3 separate regions of the Mus musculus genome follow, and all the other regions are linked to region 3. Evidence: chromatin contacts called from public HiChIP or PLAC-seq and Micro-C data. All regions are on one chromosome and are shown on one strand. The core of a region is the stretch at or near the end of the contact, and the rest is flanking DNA. Distances in the headings are between cores, read along the strand shown.

Evidence for each region. Hi-C and Micro-C count contacts between places; a contact is called where the count stands out from the background. HiChIP or PLAC-seq counts read pairs in DNA pulled down with a chosen protein or histone mark.
Region 1: an H3K27ac HiChIP or PLAC-seq map of embryonic stem cells shows a contact between it and region 3, with 18 read pairs. The contact joins two enhancer-like sites. A contact is called at or near these places in 1 of 15 datasets of contacts at CTCF or cohesin (large pre-B cells), 17 of 484 Hi-C or Micro-C datasets (B cells, the C10 cell line, bone marrow-derived macrophages and 9 more), 8 of 115 datasets of contacts at active chromatin or transcription factors (cardiomyocytes, embryonic stem cells, extraembryonic endoderm stem cells and 4 more) and 3 of 9 other capture datasets (adipose tissue, liver and pancreatic islet).
Region 2: a Micro-C map of embryonic stem cells shows a contact between it and region 3, with 2.7 times the contacts expected there. The contact joins two enhancer-like sites. A contact is called at or near these places in 2 of 39 promoter capture datasets (embryonic stem cells and liver), 20 of 484 Hi-C or Micro-C datasets (the AtT-20 cell line, LSK cells, Sertoli cells and 9 more), 3 of 115 datasets of contacts at active chromatin or transcription factors (embryonic stem cells and stem cell-derived neural progenitor cells) and 2 of 9 other capture datasets (adipose tissue and pancreatic islet).

What each region holds. Positions count from the first base shown.
Region 1 is chr12:117,445,705-117,449,365 of GRCm38.p6, forward strand. No RefSeq gene overlaps it. Among named protein-coding and RNA genes, the nearest start is that of Gm31482, 19 kb to the right of the region's middle. Within about 2 kb of position 1,812, at least 123 of the 459 cell types and tissues checked have an H3K27ac peak or open chromatin away from gene starts, as enhancers often do. A contact at or near this core is called in embryonic stem cells, where this site is marked.
Region 2 is chr12:117,384,251-117,387,521 of GRCm38.p6, forward strand. No RefSeq gene overlaps it. Among named protein-coding and RNA genes, the nearest start is that of Gm5441, 49 kb to the left of the region's middle. Within about 2 kb of position 1,666, at least 16 of the 459 cell types and tissues checked have an H3K27ac peak or open chromatin away from gene starts, as enhancers often do. A contact at or near this core is called in embryonic stem cells, where this site is marked.
Region 3 is chr12:117,581,344-117,584,904 of GRCm38.p6, forward strand. Rapgef5 (Rap guanine nucleotide exchange factor (GEF) 5) reads left to right here. Exons shown (of 26, transcript NM_001373989.1): 4 at 351-472; 5 at 2,700-2,868. Among named protein-coding and RNA genes, the nearest start is that of Rapgef5, 49 kb to the left of the region's middle. Within about 2 kb of position 1,453, at least 6 of the 459 cell types and tissues checked have an H3K27ac peak or open chromatin away from gene starts, as enhancers often do. A contact at or near this core is called in embryonic stem cells, where this site is marked.

The sequences.
Region 1 (3,661 bases), core at 562-3,061, 140 kb before region 3:
ATACATACATATATACATACATAGGTAGGTAGATAGATAGATACATGCATACATATATACATACATAGATACATAGATATATAGATACATACATAGACAGATATAGATAGATACAAGCATACATATGTACATAGATACATAGATATATAGATACATGCATACATAGATACATATATATATACATAGATATATAGATACATACATAGATACATTATAGATTTATAGATACATACATAGATACATACATAGATAATCTTTTTTCATTCCAGATTCCCATTAGTTTAAGGAAAATTATACATTGAGTTTCTGCTGAGCACCAGTCACTGGCTCAAGGCTTTCCAGCTTTTCCACTCCTCAGAGCACCCTAATGGAGTGGGCAGCATTCCTGTTTCAAAGACACAGAAACTGGGGAGGTTGAATTTGAGGACTACCCTGGAGTTAGTCTCTCTCTGAAGTAAAGCCTGCATGTTCCAAACAGCTCTAACTCTGTCTCAAGATGTGCTTGTTAGAAAAAGCAGAATTCTGCACACGAGGTTGCTTTTCCACAAAATGATCGAGAGCAGTCTGCTCATCAGTGTCTGTAGAGAGTTGGGACAAGTGCCTCTCTGCCTTCAGTGTGAGGTATGATTGATCATCTGGGGGATTGTGAAAATGGATTGTTGAGCTCTCGTTCTCAAATTCAACATATAGATTTCTTTTTTTAAAAAATGTGCATGTGTGTGTTTGGGTGTATGTGCTTGTGAGTACAGTTGTCTGTGGTTGTGAGGCCAGCCAATGCCTATGTTGGGAACCAAACTACTGTCCTGGGGGCAGGAAACAGTTGCTGAGCCACCACTCCGTTTGCTTCTGGCTGAATATCTCACATTATGTCCTCGCTGATGCCTCTTTCCAAAGCACAGTCAGGATCAGTTAGATCTAGGTTGGAATTACAGACTCAAGGGCTAATTTTTGTTCCTGGCCTCTAGCAATAGAATCAAATCTCAGGGGCCAGGAACCAGCCTTCTGGGTCTATGTGGGGTGTTAGTTTGGTTTGTTAACAGTCCCACTCTGTAGCTCAGGCTGGCTGAGAAATCACTTATGTAACCCAGGTTGCTCCTGAACTCTCTCATAGACCCTCCTTTCTTAGCTTCTAGAGTGCTAGGATTAGAGATGTAAGACTCCCAACCTGGCGAGAGTCTTTTAAATAACTACCTGGCTGTTCTGCTCAACGAAGTGTGAATACTGTCATCCAATGGGCCTTTAAATTATTCTTTATCTCACATACAGCCTCATTTTTTAAATGATGCCTCATTCTGAGTGACAGCCATACTGCAGAACCATTTACAACTGACCATTAGCTGCTGTTGTGACCTGCCTCTGTGTTTAAAATGTCCACAAGGGATCTCTCAGCCCACACTTCATAAATAAAAACCAAGCGGGGGAAATGGAACTATTTATTCATTGATTGGTTTTTGAAAAGTCCTCCAGTTATAGCTTTTCCAGTTCATCAAGGGGAAAGAAGCTTCACTGATGATGAGTGGTTGTTTCATTCCACCCCAACAGAGTGAAATCAGGAGAGTGACGCCATTTCCCGAAAGCCACGCCCCTTCCTCTGTACCCCTCCCTCTTTTACCCTCTGCTGCTTTGGTTCCTTGGCCCTAGGAATCGGGAGTTGGGGGGGGGGGGGGAGCTACAGGCTGAAACTGGTGCCCTGCACTTGCAGCAGGGAGGCTGGAGCACTTCAGCTTCCACAGAGGTGGAGAGGTCACACAAAGCAACGTTCAAAGGCTGAGGGCCGGAAGCCAGCCTCATGCTGGGAGGTGCCCAGAAAGATGCAGGTGCTTCCCTCTTTGCGCCTGAGCAGCGGACTCTGAGGGACGCCAGCTGGAGGGGACAAGGAAGGGCATTTATAGTTTCCTTTGCCGCTGGCTCCTTCAAGCACCTCACACGGCACCAGGAGACGAGATGAGAGAGGGGTTGACACAGCTTGAAGAGTTCAGATATCAGTGGCCTGACCTGAAAGCACAATGGGGTTCGATGCGATCTTGCAGACAAGAGTCTTTGTCCTTGTATGGCTCAACTCTGCTGTTTTCCCAAGAGAACCTGTGCTGCTGCACTTGAAAACAATATGGAAAGATTTAGAAACTCCTTCAGCCCTGACCAGATATTCTCAAACTAGTTAGCCCCACCATCCAGGCGTCTGAGATGAACCTGTGCAGCAGAAACAAGGGCCCCTTTCTCCTCTCTGCTTTGGATCATGGGTCTCAAGCTCGACCAGTACAGTCGTCATTGTGGCTCCCTTGTACCGTGATCCCATCCAACCCGCAGGAAACGCACACCTTACAGGGCAGGCTGTACAATTGCTGGCTTAGTGGGAGCTGTCGTCATGTCCCAGCTCTCGTCTAATAGCTCAGGACCGTGAGTTTCCTGACCGTTTTTACATGGCCGTACTGTGTGCATAGCATAGCTCATCCACACCAAGTTCCTAGGTGAAACTCTTAAGTCTCCAGGGGGAAACCTACGTTTGGAAGGGTTTCGCTTGCTAGCTGGCAGCAAGCCTGAGATCAAAACTTGTTATTCAGAGTCAGAAGTAAAATTCCCGTGAGAGGCACAATCCACCCTATTGTTCTGCCTGGGGTCCTTGTGTCTCCTGTTGCCACGGTCTGCTAAGGCAGCCTCCAGGCTGATGGGACATTTTGTCTGTGGGCTTCCTCAGGATGGGTGGGTGTGATTCCCAAAGACACCTCCCTAAAAATAGAAGAGATTGCATATTTCATTTTACCCCCCCCCCTCTCCTTTTCTCCCCGTGCCAAAGTAGGCACAATAAGGGCACACAGGTAGGGTAACGGTAGAACCAGATCAGCAAAGACATTAATTGCCAGTTTTCACTGGGCCCTGCCCAGCCATGACTCACAGTGCGGAGAATGAGATAGGTGAATGAAATCACGAGTAAAAGGAGGATGTGACTACTCCTAAAGTATGGGGATATTTATTGTAGATAAAAGGGAGAAAGCAGGCAGAGGGAAGAAGAGTCCAGGCTGAACACGGCCAAGGGACCAAACCAGACGACGAGAAGAAAGGCAGAAAGGGAGAGAAAGAGAGTGGACCTGGACCTCAGTAAGAGGTGGCCCGGCCCAGGCCAAAATAGTTGAGTTATGTAGGTATCAGGCTGGGGCAAGGGAAACAGAAGCCCAGGCCCTGGGAGGGAGAGGTTTAGGGTAGGAAGTGGGGTGAGAAGTGTTGGGAGGAGCCACAAGTACCAAAGATACTGGGAAAGCTTGAATGTAAATAAATTATTCTTATTATAAATGTAAATGGTGAATTAATCTGGGGGCTGTATTTATTCACCTCATGCTAATCCCCAGTAACGTCCCAGGGGAAACAAGATTTATTTAAAATAAATAAATTTTATTTACCGTATTATCTGAGCAGTCAAATGATGTGCCTTAAATGTCTACCAATCTGGCTACCTCCCAGCCCCTTCCCACAATACCTGTATATTATTATTGATTTGCTTCTCTTGGACCCCTGTAAGACTCCGGGGAGCCTTAGCTTACCAGGGCCCAACCTGTGGTCTGAGAAATGCTAAGTAGCCCCTCCCTTCTGGATGGGTGAGTGTTTCATGACCTTCCCAAAGTTCTTGAGCTGACCTTTTCACCCCTTCTTCATGGCTCCAATTCCT
Region 2 (3,271 bases), core at 416-2,915, 200 kb before region 3:
GGGTCCATGTCCACCCAAGCCAAGGTTAAAAGCCCACTCATCTACGGATGAGAAAATCATTTGATCACCTCAGTTAAGCGTTGCCTTATTTAACTTAATTAATAGGGGGGAGAGAGATTGGAGACGTACTATTGAAAGGGCAAGCCCTTCACTGCCTCCCACCCAAATAAAAGAGCCGGTCGAACGCCTTCTCCCTGTTTCCCACCTATCTTCCAAAAATGCGGAGGAATATCAACTTAGTGCTATTTTCACATCGTTCAGTCAAACTTAGCCAGAGTTCCAACGCCCTACTTAAAATTCAACTAGAAAGTTACCTACCAAGTACTAATTAGCATTATAAAGTCAGAGTCTGCAGCTCCAGGCCTTTCAGTTAGTTGTTTACTAGAAAGGACAGTCTTAAGCCAGATACAGTTTACCATAAGAAAGGTTAAAGAATCCCAGTGAAGCAAGTTTTTTCTTTAGCCCTAGATTCCAGGCAGAACTATTTGAGCATAGATAATTTTTCCCCCTCAGGCCAGCCTTTTCTTTTTTTTTTTATTATTTTGTTAATAATAGGGAGGAGATGTAGTCTCCCCTCCCCCAGCCTGAAACCTGCTTGCTCGGGGTGGAGCTTCCTGCTCATTCGTTCTGCCACGCCCACTGCTGGAACCTGAGGAGCCACACACGTGCACCTTTCTACTGGACCAGAGATTATTCGGCGGGAATCGGGTCCCCTCCCCCTTCCTTCATAACTAGTGTCGCAACAATAAAATTTGAGCCTTGATCAGAGTAACTGTCTTGGCTACATTCTTTTCTCTCGCCACCTAGCCCCTCTTCTCTTCCAGGTTTCCAAAATGCCTTTCCAGGCTAGAACCCAGGTTGTGGTCTGCTGGCCGAACACAACAGTCAATAAAGGACAATATTGTTCCTTTCATCCACATTTCAAAAAAATCTAGAATTAAAGAGCTTAATACAAGATACATTAATAAACCTTTTTGAAAGAGGTTCTTGACTGTACTGTTGGTAAACACATGAAAGCTAAGTCACGGCAGAAGGTACATTTATAGATATGTGTGTGAGAGCCAGAAGTTGGGGGATGAAACCTCTGAAATCACCGACAAAAATAAATCCTCTCCATTTTTAAGATGTTCTGTCATAGTGACCAACAGCCTAACAACATACTAGGCAAGCAAGTGACCTATACACCTTCCCAACTCAGAAAGAGGGGTCTTACCGTCATTGCCAGCACAGCATCCTGCCACTAGATGGCGGCACAGGACAGGTTTTGATATCAGCTCCCCTTGCATTGGATAACAGTTTTTCATGTCTTTCTCCGTTCTCATGTGCTTTCCATGGCTTTACAGAATCTACACAAAATTAGCAGTGGATGGTCAACTAGATGAAACAACATGCCAAACCTCACATTAAGTAATGCTCAAGAAAAATGGTGGGGTAATAACCACTCTAGAAATTGGATTTTTTTTTTTAATTGTCCTTTTCAGTTCCAATTCCATACAAGAAATACCTTACCAATGACAGAGAAACCTCTCTAGGACCCTTTTCCATGGCACTAGAAAACTGGAACAAGAACCCAAAATTTGTGAATTTTATGACTTATCTGCTAGCTTAGCTGAATCTACGTAGATGTGTTTTCTGGCTTTGGTTCCACCCTTTCACAGATTGCAACACTATTTTGAGGAAGGAGGAGGCCAACTGAAAATAGCTCTCTAATTTTTGACAAAGCTGTAAATAAATCTATGTTGTGTTGTTATTTATAGTGTTTTACAGAGGTCAAAAGACAATGGATCCCCCTGGGACTGGACTTACAGATGGTTATGAACCACCCACCATAAGGTTGCTGGGTGCTGAACTTAAACTCTCTGCAGGAGCAGCAAGTGCTCTTAACCACTGAACCATTTCTCCTATGGAGTTGGTTGGTTGGTTGGTTGGTTTTTGAGACACAGTTTCACATAGCCCCAGGCTAGTGTTAAATTTACTGTTTAGCCAAGGCTAGCCATGAACCCCTGATCTTTAGGTCCCAGATCCTGAAAGTAACAGGTATACACCACCACATCTAGCATAATATATGGCTTTATTTTTTAAAAAAAAATAGAATTTCAGACATGTGTGGTAGTGCACACCTTTAATCCCAGTACTCGGAAGGCAGTCACAGGTGGATCTCCATGAATTCTAGGTCAGCCTAGACTACATAGCAAGTTACAGGACAGCCAGGGCTACATAGAGAGGTCTTATTTCAAACAACAATAGCAACATTTAAAAATTAAAAGTACAGAATAAGGTCTTGTGTATACCAGGCTAGACTCCATAACCAAGGACAGCCTTGAACTTCTGATCCTCCAACCTTTACCTCCCCAGCGCAGAGGTTACAAGTGTGGTGGTCTCACCCAGTTATACAGTGATGGGATGCCTTTGTATTAACTGAGCTATGTCCTTATGTTATTTTCAACTGATGTGGGAAAGTGGCTGGACCAGAGCCGGGAGCTCTGGGAAGAGAGGCAGATAAGGAACATTGTGGGGGATTCAGAAGCCCCTTCTTCTAGGGCTAGCCCTCCAAAATCCTCTGTGGACAAGGATCAACAGTGTGCCTTATGACAAGGGGACATTCTCAGGGCAAGGCTCTAGCATAACCCAGGACAGCAAAGGTGTTGAGTTTTGAGCTGAGATAAAACCTGGGCAACTGGCTCCAAGCTGGGGAGTGGCTACATGCTTGCCAGGGCTCTGAAAATGCTTCTTAACTTTTTCTGAGGAAGAGAAAAAGAAGCATCAGGACTTAAAGGAAAACATTCCATCACCAGCTCCCTTAGTTTAATCTGGTTAGACCGGGACATCTGCTAGCACATTCGTGTTGCATGTCATTTTAAAACATGCCTCTGCCTTTGCCCAGACCACAGACCGCGCTACCGACTTAGCTCCAAGAATGGCCAGCTTCCGCCTTTGCCGGGAGCTGCGATCGCACTCTCAGCCTATCCAGGCTTAGTTTTGCCAAGCTGCCATCAACTGCCCTGGTTTTTCTCTTTCTCTGCCCACCTTTGCTCTGCAGATGGAAATCACTAGACAGCTTTATTATTTTAAAACTTGCCAGATAGCACATTTGTTGGGCATAGCACCTTCTGCCCTAACCTTAACAGCTAGTCTCTATCAGCCATCTGCTGGTGAAGGAGGCCAGAGCGTCTGCCCTTAATTTCATAAGGTCGTGACCTCATGGACACAACACTATATACCGGTAACAACTCAGGGCTACAAGGCTTCCCAGGAGATACCTACATTCTGG
Region 3 (3,561 bases), core at 203-2,702:
TATTTAATCCATGGGCTAAAGTGCTTTCAAAACCCAAAGATGCTGCCTAATTGAAAGAAGCACTGAGAAATTAATTAACACTGTGATCCTTAACATGAAAGGTGTCCTATAGAATTAGAACTTCATATTGACTGTTTGGTCTAATTGCCACCTGTGTTCTCATTTAAAAGGACTATATATCTGGATGCTTATCATTATCTTAGCATTAACCTGAAGGTAGAGGAGAGGCAATGCCATTTTTTTCTTGGCTTGCTTACTTCAGAGACAGAGCGCTCATGAAAGGAATGGCATCTAACATCAATGTTTCGTTTTTGAAATTTCTCATTGCTTGTGGCTTTGCTTTGTTCCAGGAGAAGCTGTGTGGGGTCAGAGCTGGTCGACTGGCTCCTGGAACACTGTCCTTTTGTCCAGTGTAGATCTATGGCCATTGGAGTCTGGCAGCTCCTACTGGATATGGGGATTATGTCATCCGGTGAGTGTTCCTTACTTTGAGGACGCAGTCACTGTGTTGTTAAACTGCTAGACCAGACCGTACTTGACCTTCCGGAGAATGTCATAATCTGGATGGAAATTGTTTTTGAAGGCAGATTTTTTTACACAATTATTTTCTAAGTAAAAATGGCAGATCATTTTTTGATTCGTTTACTTTCCCCACACCCTCTGTGGAAATGATTAGGTACCTGTTGATTGCAGGCTTATACATGTAAAAGTCTCTTCCTTTCTCCCTGTCTACTCTGCTCATATTTTTGCCAATGAGATCTTTTGTTGCTTCAAATGAATGGCTTATTATGATGTATGCAATCATCAGAAACTGACTTATGAACCGTATGTGTTTGCCATTTTAATTAAATAACCATGAACATGTAGATATGTGAGCTGTGAAAGTAGCTGTTCAAACAGGCCAGAAAGTGATGTTTAAGTAGAAGGTCAGATAGATGGCGATCTCTCTCTTCTTAGTTGAACTAGGAGAATTGAAGGAGCAGAAACCAAACTATCTTTGTTTTTTATTTAATCTCGATTTCTCAGATGCTAGTTGATACTGTAGGGGGAATTTGCCTAATTGTTTCCAAATTGTTGCTTGGCTAAATAAAGATGTCAGCAGCTAATCCTGGGTTTAAAAGAGAAGGCGGGATTTCCAGGCAGGACAGGAAGAGAGCACAGGGTGTACAGAGGTTGGACGAGGCGGCAGGTGGAGGAGAAGCTGCAAACAAGTAGGTTTCTTCCCACTGATAGTTTGTAGCAACTGCGGAGGCCAAGGTGGATGGGGCAGGATATTCTATAGAGGATAAATATTGAGGTCAATTCCTGGTATCATTGTGAAAGAACAATATTGTGTGCAATTCTAGAAAGCACGCTTCTCTTTACCTGGTCTCCTTGCCCAGCACTCCTTGCAGGCTGCAGCCCTGCACGACTTAGCTCCGAGATCACACCGTATCTGGCTCCACTTCCATCCTGCCCATTCCCCCTCTGAGAATTCCTGGAGCTACCGCTCACGTTCCACAGACCATCCACCCCTGTGGCTGGCTCTGTGGCTTACCCAGCTCCCAAGCTAGCTCTCCAGGTTTCCGCTTGCTGCTTGCCTGGTGCAGCAATGGCTGCCTCACCCAGCTCCCTAGCTCCCTTTAGCCGGGTGGAAGGAAAACACTAGAGACCTTTATATTTTAAAACTGACCAGATAACTCAAAGGCTAGGTGAAGAATATCCTGCCCCATCCACCTTGGCCTCCGCAGTTGCTACAAACTATCAGTGCGGAGAGACCTGCTTGTCTGCAGCTTCTCCTCCTCCTGCCCCCTCGTCCAACACCCCCACCCCCACCCCCCACCCCCACCCCCAGTCCTCCCTGTGCTCTCTTCCTGTCCTGCCTGGAAATCCCGCCTTCTCTTTTAAACCTAGCGATTAGCTTCTGACATCTTTATTTAACCAAGCAATAATTAGGGAAACTCCCTCTACAGAACAATACAGAGGGGACATGGTTGTAGTCATCTTAGTCACTAATACCTTGCACCTTATTTAGAAAGTCAGTTAACTGTTTTTGGGGAGGGGAGCTTTTATTGGCTCATTGGCTAGCATTGGGTTTCTAGTTAGCCACACATTTCGTGTAAATGCCTTTTGGAAGCATCTCTAATGTTTGATTCCTTTAAGACAGGATTTCCCAACGATGACAGTATGGACGTTTTGAGCTAGACAACTCTTTGCTGTGGGGGGACTGTCCTGTACATACAGGATTTTTGCCAGCATCTGTTTCTTTTCCCTTTTTCGATGCCGGTAGCACACCCTTTTATTGTGACTACCAAAAAATGCCTCTAGACATCACCAATGGTCCCCTGAAGCAGGACCACAATCATCCCCAGTTGATAGCCACTGATCTTGCTAACTGAAACTTGCTATCGTGCTGTGTTTATGCGGCTTTGCCTGCCGCTCTCTTTGAAGCGATATTGATTTGGTCATCACCTGTCTGTGAAGCAGAAAACATAGCATATATGTGAATATATCAAAGTTCAAGCAGTGAAATTGACCAGCCAGTGCATCCTTTCATTTTGATTGGGCGTGTAAGCATGAATGAAGCTCAGATGTCTGAGTACAGCCTTGTCTATGGATTCTCCTTAATTATTGGACTTTTCGGTTTATTATCTGATTTATGACTCTAAACCACAACTTTTTTTTGTTTGTTTGTTTGTTTGTTTGTTTGCTTCGAACAGTGGACCAACATCTATACTTTCAAGATAATTATGTTTTCTACCAGTTTTCTTCGGATGAGTGCAGCTACTTGTACTGCGAATTTGAAAGAGAGGAAGAATGGCAGAAGGGAGTGAAGCTATTGCTGGAGCTTGTGCATCTCATTCCTGCAAGAGCTGGCATCTGTGACCTGTGAGTAGGTGCTGTTAGGTACCCCTGTAAGCTGCTCTTTCTTAGAGGAGATCTCCTTTGTCCTGGGACTGTGCTCTGTGCCTGCCTGCAGATCCCCACTTGTTTGAGTGGTAGGAACACTCTTTCCAAGTTCAGGGAGGTAAGACACACTGCAGAAGATGCCTTCTGGCTCCTACATGGCTCCATTGCTATTCTGATCCCAGGCATGCCTGTTCTACCAGCTGCACCACGATGCTTCTAATTCACTGCTAAATGAGTAGATGATCTAAATTAGGTCTAAACATATGACGGGGCCGAAGTTGGAATGAAATAATAACTCACATCTTAGGCACTGTCCAAGTCGTGACTGTGCTAAGGAGGAGTCCAACAGACATTTCTGAAAATAATCTAGAAGCCATGTTTGGCAAATCAAAACATGTGAATCATTATCACCTGAAGAGAGTGAATCACTGAATAGTTAAAATTAATTAGCAGAGGCTTCCTTGAGTCATGGTATGGGGATTAATGACATGCCTTGTTTATCCTTGGCAATAGTGAAGAGCTTATTTCAGAAAGGAGTTGCAGATTGAAATGTCAGCTGAATCACTAATAGAGTTCTTCAGGTATCAGCACACTGTCCCATACCGTTAACTCTTAAGACAAGTGAACGGCCCTTACTTTTCAGGTAGAGACTACAAATTCCAAGAGATGCAC